2 separate regions of the Capra hircus genome follow, and region 1 is linked to region 2. A link is a contact called in public Hi-C data. All regions are on one chromosome and are shown on one strand. Each heading gives the region's core, a stretch centred on a gene start, on an enhancer-like site or on the middle of the called end of the contact. The rest is flanking DNA. Distances are from core to core; before and after follow the strand shown.

Evidence for each region. A called contact is a pair of places that touch in the nucleus more often than the background predicts.
Region 1: a contact with region 2 is called in a Hi-C map of liver, with 8 times the contacts expected there. The contact joins the promoter of IGF1R here to the enhancer-like site in region 2. A contact is called at or near these places in 2 of 5 Hi-C or Micro-C datasets (blood and liver).

Annotation. Positions count from the first base shown.
Region 1 is chr21:7,035,657-7,040,069 of ARS1.2, forward strand. It overlaps IGF1R (insulin-like growth factor 1 receptor), which reads left to right and starts at 2,850. Exons shown (of 21, transcript XM_018065947.1): 1 at 2,850-2,987. The coding sequence starts at 2,894.
Region 2 is chr21:6,897,095-6,901,169 of ARS1.2, forward strand. No RefSeq gene overlaps it. Among named protein-coding and RNA genes, the nearest start is that of SYNM, 31 kb to the left of the region's middle. Within about 2 kb of position 1,332, at least 1 of the 5 cell types and tissues checked has an H3K27ac peak or open chromatin away from gene starts, as enhancers often do.

The DNA.
Region 1 (4,413 bases), core at 1,600-4,099, 140 kb after region 2:
TGGAACATTTTAAAATTAAGTTGAATTTCAGCTAAACAAAACAATCCCGTATGAATGACTTAAGTAAGAAAAGATTTATTTCCTTCTATCCAACTGACTCACTGAATTGAGCTAAAAATTTCCAAGAGGCAAATGATGTAGGGAATAAATATAGGGGGGAAAGGGCTAGGTTTCCAATATAATAGCTTTTGATTTGTTTTCAGCTCTGAATTAAAAAAATTATTTACGAACGATGGGATGCACAATGTAACGTGGAAATCTTTTACAATTAGAGTAAAAAAGGAAACCTACTTTCCTTTAGAACAGATCCGATCTCACCAGACAGCTTGAGTATTTATGAGACAAACACTTCTCGACATCCACAACTCTTATTAGCCATCTTCTTTTTATTTGCTGTTGACACCAATTAGCCTGAGTCACGAAGCCGGACCACATTAAAGGCGGCACGTGGTCCAATCACTATGTTTAAAAGTCCACGTATTTCAAACTCCTCTCTCTAGACCTCGCTGGGCTGTTTCCCGCTTTAAGGACCTGGTTCCCGCAGCATTTATTCATTAGATGGCAGTCCAGGGGCAGGCTCTCTTTGGGGAAACCCCTCCTCGGGCACCTTCAAGAAAACCACGGAGGAGACCGGGCGGGCGCTGGTTTCCAGTCCTGTACGCAGCGAAGGAGGGAAGAGAGACGCGCCCGGAAGGACGCGAGCAGGTGCGGGTGGGCTCCCGCAGTGGCGGCTCGGCGATCGGGCGCGGCGTGTCGCGGCGAGAGCCCGGCCAGGAGACTTCGGCCCCAGGCCCCGAGCGCATCCTCCTGGGGCCCCCCCGGCACGCCCCCTTGGCCTCCGGGGGCCCCCGCAGCCCCGCACCGAGCACGCGCCCCGGCCGCCGCCCGCAGCCGCCCACGTGGTGGGGCCGGCAGAGAAGCGAGTCAGCGAGCCGCTCCCCGGACCCGCCGCGGGTCTCCGGTGCCGGGCCCGCGCAACCCAGCTCGGCCGGCCCCCGGCCCGGGCCCCCAGATTTCCTCTCCCGGAGGGAGGGGACACTCGGCGGGCCGGCCCTCCCCGCGCCCGCCGCGCCCCCTGGCGGCTGCGGCTGGGACGCGCCCAGGGCCCGCGGGGCGGCCCGTCTGGGCCCCCCTACGCCCGCTCCGGGCCCCCGCGGGCAGTCTCCTCGGGCTCCGGGGCCCGAGCCGCGCCCTTCCCCCTGGCTCCCCGCGAGTCCCGGGACTGTGGGCTCCCCTGGGGCGACGCCGCGGCCGTCCCGGCCTTGAGCCAAAGTGCCCGCTTAGTAGCCTGGTTTGGGGCGTGGGGGGGGCGTCTCCTTTCTCCCAGGTATGCCCCTCCCGCCACATTCGAGCTTTCCAGCCGGCTGCGAGAAAATGCCGCATGCACGCACTTATTTATTTATTTTGCAACAGCTGCAAGACACAATGAAGCTTTTCAAGAACCGGGGCAACGCGCGCTCCAGCCGCGCTGTTGTTGTTTTCAATGAACCTCTCGGGCCTCGCGCTCCCCGCCCAGCCCGGCCCAGCCCCTCCCCCGCTCCCCAGCCCGCTCCTCTGCCGGGCAGGGCCCGGCGCCGGGGGCATTGTTTTTGGAGTCTTGCGGGAGGGGCGCGCGCGTGCAGGCTGGCCGGCGCAGTGCGGTGGGGGTGAGAGCAGGGGCGCGCGCGCGCGGGAGCCGGTGCGCGCGGGCGGGGCGCGGGGGCGGCGCCTTGCCGCCTAGCCGCCCGCGCCGGGGCTCCGCTCCGCACGTCCCTGCGTTCCTGGGCTCCAGCTCTTGGCGCGCGCCGGCCGGGGCCCGGCCCTCCGCGCGCCGGGGCTGCGGCTGTGGCCGCTCCAGTGCGCGCGCGCGTGTGAGTGTGTGTGCGCGGCCCCGAGCGCACGCGCGCGTCAGGCCCCAGTGTGTGGCAGCGGCGGCGGCAGCGGCGCGGCGGGGCTGAGGCTTTTGTTTACCAGCATTAACTCCGCTGAGCGGAAAAAAAAAAAAAGGCGGGGGGAGGGAAAAAAAAAAAAACAACCCGAGGAGGAGCGAGCGCACCAGGCGAACTCGAGCGGCGGGCGAGGGAGAGGGACGCCACCGGCGAGCCTGGCCCCGGCGCGCCCGTGCCTGGAGCTTGCAGACCCCCGGGCCCTCCACGCCCCTCCCGCGCGAGGGGAGCTCCACGGCGCGCCGCGGCTTTGACCTTCAGCGAGCCGGAGCCCCCGCGCCGAGCCGGCGGCGGGCGGGGGCCGGCGCGGGGCGGGCGGCGGGAGCGCTGAGCGCGGCCGGCCCGCCGCTTTGTGTGTGTCCTGGATTTGGGAAGGAGCTCGCGGCGGCGGCGGCGGCGGCGGCGAGCGGAGCCCGGCGGAGGAGGAGCAGCAGGAGGAGGAGGAGGGGAGCGGCTCATTCATTTTTCCTCCGCATTTCTGCCCCCGGCCGGCCTCCCCCGCGACCCGGGCTCCGGGGCAGTCTTGCGAACTGCGTCGCGCCCTCCCGCCGCGGAGGCTCGGGCGTCGGGCCGCCTCCCCCTCTGTCTGGGGTCGGGTTTGTTTTCCTTCGCCAAGACGGATCCGGGCTTGGCCCCCTTCTCTTCGCAGTTTTTCCTCCCTCCTGCCTCTCTGGGTTTGAAAATGGAGGCCGACGACGCAGACAGCCCGCCCCGGCGCGCCCCGGGTTCCCGACTCCGCCGAGCGCTGGGCCGCGGCTGCCGGCGCTGAGGGCCGCCCGCCGCCACCGCCCGCCCCGTCCGCGCCTCCCCGCGGACCCCCGGCCGGCGCCGCCTCGGGAAGTGGTGTCGCCTTCGCCCTTGTTTTTGGAGGTGGGCGGGAGACGAAGACTCGGAGACTTTTTCTTTTCCTCCTCCACCCCCCCCTTTTTTTTTTTTGAGAAAGGGGAATTTCGTCCCAAATAAAAGGAATGAAGTCTAGCTCCGGAGGAGGGTCCCCGACCTCGCTGTGGGGACTCCTGTTTTTCTCCGCCGCGCTCTCGCTCTGGCCCACGAGTGGAGAAAGTGAGTATGTGCCCGCCGCCCGCGGCCACTGCGGGAACTTTTCCTCCGAGGGGCTGCGCCCTGTTTGCGAAACCCGAGTTGCCACCGTCGCAGCTGTCGGGCTCCCGGGCCCTGGGGCCGCGGGGCGGGGCGCCGAGGGGCTCGGCCGCGAGGCCGAGGGGGGAGCCCCGGGGCCCAGGTCGTTGGTTCGGAGGCCCGCGCGGCCCCGGGCTCGGCGCATCCCCGCGCGGGAAGGGCCTCGGTGGCTCTCCCTTCCGCGGTCCCGAGAGCCCTGCCCCGCGGCCCGGCTGTCTGGGCTGCGCTCCCTACTCGGTGGCCCGCGGCGGGGCCAGGCCCCGGGGCGCCAGCGGGGAAGTTCGCGCCCGGCCGCCCGCACCGCGCGCCCCTCCCGGCGCGCGGGGCCTCCCGACACGCGGCGCGCAGGCGGCGGTGACAGCTCGCGCGGCGCCCTCGCGGCTGGGGCAGGTTCGGTGCCCGGGGGGTGGGAGCGGGCAGCCCGCCGGTCCCGGGGATGCAAGGTGCCCAGTGGGAGGTGCCCGGCGGGGAGGCCCCGCGGCCCCGGAATAGGTTTCCTTCCTGCGCGACCTCCTGTCGCTCGCCGCGCTTGGCCCCTGGGGCTCTTTGGGTTCCCTGTCGCTTTCGCCGGATCCGCGGCGGGTCGCCAGCTCTCTCCGGCCTCCCCGGGCTTCTCAGTGCGGCTGGAGGCGCGGGGAGCGTTCCCACTTAGATCTCGCACCCCACGGTGCAGCCCCTGGAAAAAGGCGAAGTCGGGAGCTCGTCGTCAGTCGGGCTGTTCCGGACAGCGCGTCCAGACCCCGAGTTCAGAGGGTTTGGGGGCCCCTTCTCCCCGTTTTATAGCGGCCCGTGGACGCTCTTTTCGTCCCGGCGGGGCTAGGGTTGGTAGGGCGGCCTCCGACTGTGCGGGAGTGGGTGTGTGGTCGGAGCCGACGTGCATTTTCACACACGTGCTCGCAGCCACACGGCCTCCCAGGGACACCGTGCCCCGGGGAGAGGTGGCCCGCGTCGCGGTTTCGGTCGCGCGGGGCTCCGCGGCGGTGGGCGTGCGGCCCCGGCCTGGGCTTCGTGTCCCGAGTTGTGTTGCGCGCCCCCCACCCCCCGCCCGCGCTTCCTCTGCACAGAGTTAATAAGCAATATCGCTCCACGCGCTGCCGCTTGCAACCTGATAGCTTTTGTTTTGGTGGTGTCGGCTAGGGGTAGGGACGGGCAGGGAGCGGGGGAGAGAAAACTTAGGGCCCCGCGGTATGTGGAGCGGGGAGAGGAGGGGTTTCCATTCTTCTCCAAACGGTAAAGGGAGGCTCTGCTGGTCCATTCGCGACGGCAGAGTATCTTGAGCACGATTATAAAGTTTAAATGCAGGCACAGAACTGGGGCTGGGAACGGCGAGGGCGTGTTGGTGAGTAATGTT
Region 2 (4,075 bases), core at 82-2,581:
GTAGAGATATGGCCAAGTAATAAACAAACTGTACGCAAGACCAGCCTGAGACTATGGCGAAGACTTCTCAGCCCACTCCTAGAGGGCCAGAAAATCGGAAAAACATTTTAAGGATTTTGGAGTCAGAGCCTGAGCTCTCACCATTCTGGAAGATGCCGCAGGGACGACAAGGTGAATTTGCTCTTTCTTAGTGAAGCAGATGCTCCCTATGTCCCGCCCATATTCTCTGTTTCTCCCAACTGCAGGCATTTGCATTTCTGTCTGAGATTTTCTTTTTGCCACAAGAGCCAGTTTTGCTGTCCATTCAGCACGCCCTGGGAGCCGCTGTCCATGATCAGCTGGAGTTGGTGTATCAATACCCCAGCTCCCCACCCCACAGTTGGGCTAACTCAGCCTGTGTGTTTCACCACTCATAGCTCAGTGGGTAAAGAATCTGCCTGCAGTGCAGGAGATTCAGAAACGTGGGTTTGATCCCTGGGTCGGTAAGATCCCCTGGAGAAGGAAATGGCTACCCATTGCAGTATTCTTGCCTGAAAAATCCCATGGACAGAGAAGCCTGGAGGGCTACAGTCCAAAGAGTTGCAGAGTCGGACATGACTGAGCAAGCTTCCCCACCCTCCCGTCCCTGCGAGGATCCCAGGAATCCCCTCTTACTTGCATTCCCTGCTTCTGATCCTTGGCTCATGTTCTGTTTCTGGGGGACCCCTAAAATGACAGCGCTCGCCTTTCCATGGATTCTTTCCCGTCTTGACTCCTCCTCAACTACAGGACCTCGGAACCCCTGGAAATCTCCCCTAAACTAGTTCTCAAAGGGGACCCTCCTGTCGGCTCACAGCCCCACTGTCCAGCTTAGCCATCCCAGGGCATATCCCAGTCATGCGTTCAGTTGGTATGAAGGGGAGACTTGGGAATGTACCCTGTCCTGAGCCAAAGGGGGTACTGGGGGCACCAAGGTGGGAGAGACAGGCTTAGAGCCAGCCCTCAGGGCACTCCCACGCTTTTACAGAAGATAAGCACAAATCACATTACCACACAAATCACCACGCAGTGATAATCCTTAGCGAGTGCTGAGAAGCAGAACCGTGGGGTGCCACGGAGGAGAATAACAAGAGCGCCTAATCCAGTCGCGGGCGTGAGGGAGGCTTCCCAGTGGCACTAACCTGCCTGTTGAGACAGAGGGTGTACAAGCCCTGGGTGGGTGTGGGTGTGGGGTGGGGTGGGGAAGACAGGTCGGGCAGAGGCAACAGCTACACAAAGGCCCTGGGCAGAGGAGCGCGTGCCTTTCCACGCCAGTTGTCTGATCGGTGGGCCTCCCAGGGTTCCCGAAGCCATCAGAGCCGTCCAGGGCAGGAGCTGAGGCAGGGCTGGCAGAGCCCCCCTTCCTAACTCTGTGCCAGACTCTGTCCTCCGGAGCCCCACGGCAGCTCACAGGTGTCTCCCCTGCAGACTGGGGGGGCCACCAGTCCCTCTCTCTGTGCGTGAGAATTGCACTCCCCAGGCCCCTTGGAAAAGGCCTTGCTTCGGCCAATAAAATGTGAGCAGAAGTGATAAAGTCCACCTCCCAGAGAAGACTTCCTAGAGGTCTTTATGAACTGAGGCACAACCGCGGTGCTCTTTCCCCTCTGCTGTGGCATCTGGAAGTGTTCCAGACGGGTCAGCCCTGTCGGTCTAGATGACTGTGACACGTCAGCTGACCCTCAGTCATCATGTAGCATAAGCAAGAAATAAACATTGGTTGCTTTAAGCTACTGAGATTTGAAGGTTCCTACTGTGGCTGGGTCCAGCCAAGCCTGACAAACAAACCTGTTAGAACTGCTCTGGGGAAGACACTCGGAGCACTCACAGGCAGGGCCGCACAGTGGCTACTGTGCCACCCCCGAGAACTGCTGGCTCCTGCGTGATCCTGGCTCTGCTGCCTTCTGACTGAGAGACGCGGGGCTGGTTGCTCACGCTCTCTATACTTCTGTTTCTCCATCTATAACATAGTAATGATTGTATTTACTACATATTCTTGAGAGAATTATGTAAGTTCATTCATGCAAAGAGCTTGGAAAATTGCCAGGCACAGAGTAAGTGCTCAATAAATATTAGCTTTAATATTAACATTTTTTTTAAAAAAACAAACAGCAGTTGGATGCCGCAGGTGGCCCAGATCCTTCCTTAGGAAAAATATTATCCAAAGGAAACCTCGCTGGCATAAGGCCTTCAGAAGGGGCAACTCTCTGTATGCAAACTCAAATGTCTCCAAGGAGGGGTGGCAGCATCCACATGTTTAGCTTTTCTTTTTTCTTGTCTGATAGAGGCCCAGGTACTGAAAAAAGGTAGCTTAGCTGGTAAAGAATCCGCTTGCAGTGCAGGAGACCGCGGTTCAATTTCCAGGTCAGGAAGTTCCCCTGGAGTAGGAAAGGCTACCCACTCCAGTATTCTTGGGCTTCCCTGGTGGTTCAGACTGTAAAGAATCTGCCTGCAGTGTGGGAGACCCAGGTTCGATCCCTGGGTTGGGAAGATCCCCTGAAGGAGGGGATGGCGACCCACTCCAGTATTCTCGCCTGGAGAATCCCATGGACAGAGGAGCCTGGCGGGCTACAGTCCATGGGGTCGCAAAGAGTCGACTGAGCGACTGAGCGCAGCACACAGCTGTAATAAACACAGTGATGCAAATGAAGTGGCAAGCGATAGTTGACGCTCAGTTTCTGTGCTGGGTGAAAGTGAAAGCGAAGGTCGCTCAGTCGTGTCTGACTCTTTGCGACCCCGTGGGCTATACGGTCCATGGAATTCTCCAGGCCAGAATACTGGAGTGGGTAGCCTTTCCCTTCTCCAGGGGATCTTCCCAGCCCAGGGATTGAACCTAGGTCTCACGCACTGCGGGCAGATTCTTCACCAGCTGAGCCACAAGGGGAGCCCTCTGTGCTGGGGGCCACGGGTAACGCGGGTGCCAAGGGGGCAGAGGAGCATGGAAGAGGGCATCCCCCACTCAAAGGGGCAGCTCAGACCTACAAGAATGCAGGGGCAGTGATGCTAGGCTTTCAGTTGGTTTTAATAGGCGATTTGGCTTTTAAAATGTGAACTCATGTAAAACATTGTGTGAGGCCAAGCCATCATATGATGGGCTGCATCTGTGGTTTGCATCTCCTGTTCTCAGGACCCTGCTCTTGCATGGGGCGGGAGCTCAGATATTTGTATCACTAAATGTTTGAGTGCTTGTTTAAACGGCTTTTCCAGAACCTAAGTAACATCTTCCCAAAGATCCACTTGGGCCTCCACCTCCTGAAAACATAAAATCACTCCCATTTTTGAAATGGCAATATCTTCAGGGTCCACTGCCGTGTCTCTGTCTTAGTCTCAGTTCAAACCAGTATGAGTCATGTGGCTGCCAACACTTGGCAGTCTTTGGGGAAAGCAGCTCGTCCGGGCTTCTGGCCTCAACAGGGGGTGTGAACTGGAAAGGGGGGCAGTGCAAATCAGCCCGGTGTCCCCACCAGCTCCACAAACCTCCCAGGGCCAATACTTGGAAGGGGTAGGCGTCTGAGGCCACTTGGAGGAAGCGGTCCCCACTGCAGCCCGGGAGCTGTGCCGCCTGCCATCCTCGTGGGATGGGAATGCGGATGGGGATAGGGAATGTGTCCCCCACCCCTCCCCCATCAGTAGGCAGCCAACAGCAGGTGGGCTTGGGTTCCGGGCGCAGGGGTGGAGGCCTTCCCACTGCTTCCCAGCCCTGCCAATGATGGAGAAAGGTTGGAGAGTAGGAAGCTACCTCCTCCCCTTCTTGCCTGTTACCCTTGGCCTGGGGTGACCATAATTTCACATCAGTAAAGCAGCGGGATCCTTCAAGCTGTTCCCAGTGACTTCTCAGTTGACACCAGGCAGATCACTGAACATTTTTTTTTGATGATTCAGTCTCTTATCTGTACCGCAGGTGTAATAATAGCATCTTCAGAGAGTCATGTGTCACAGACTTCATTAGCATTTCCAAAAGCCGGTGAGCTTCTTAGGGGGAGAGATGGCTTACCCCACCCTCCACCCCGCACCACTCCATGTGACCCCGATCCCCCTACGTGAATGTCTCCCTTTTCTG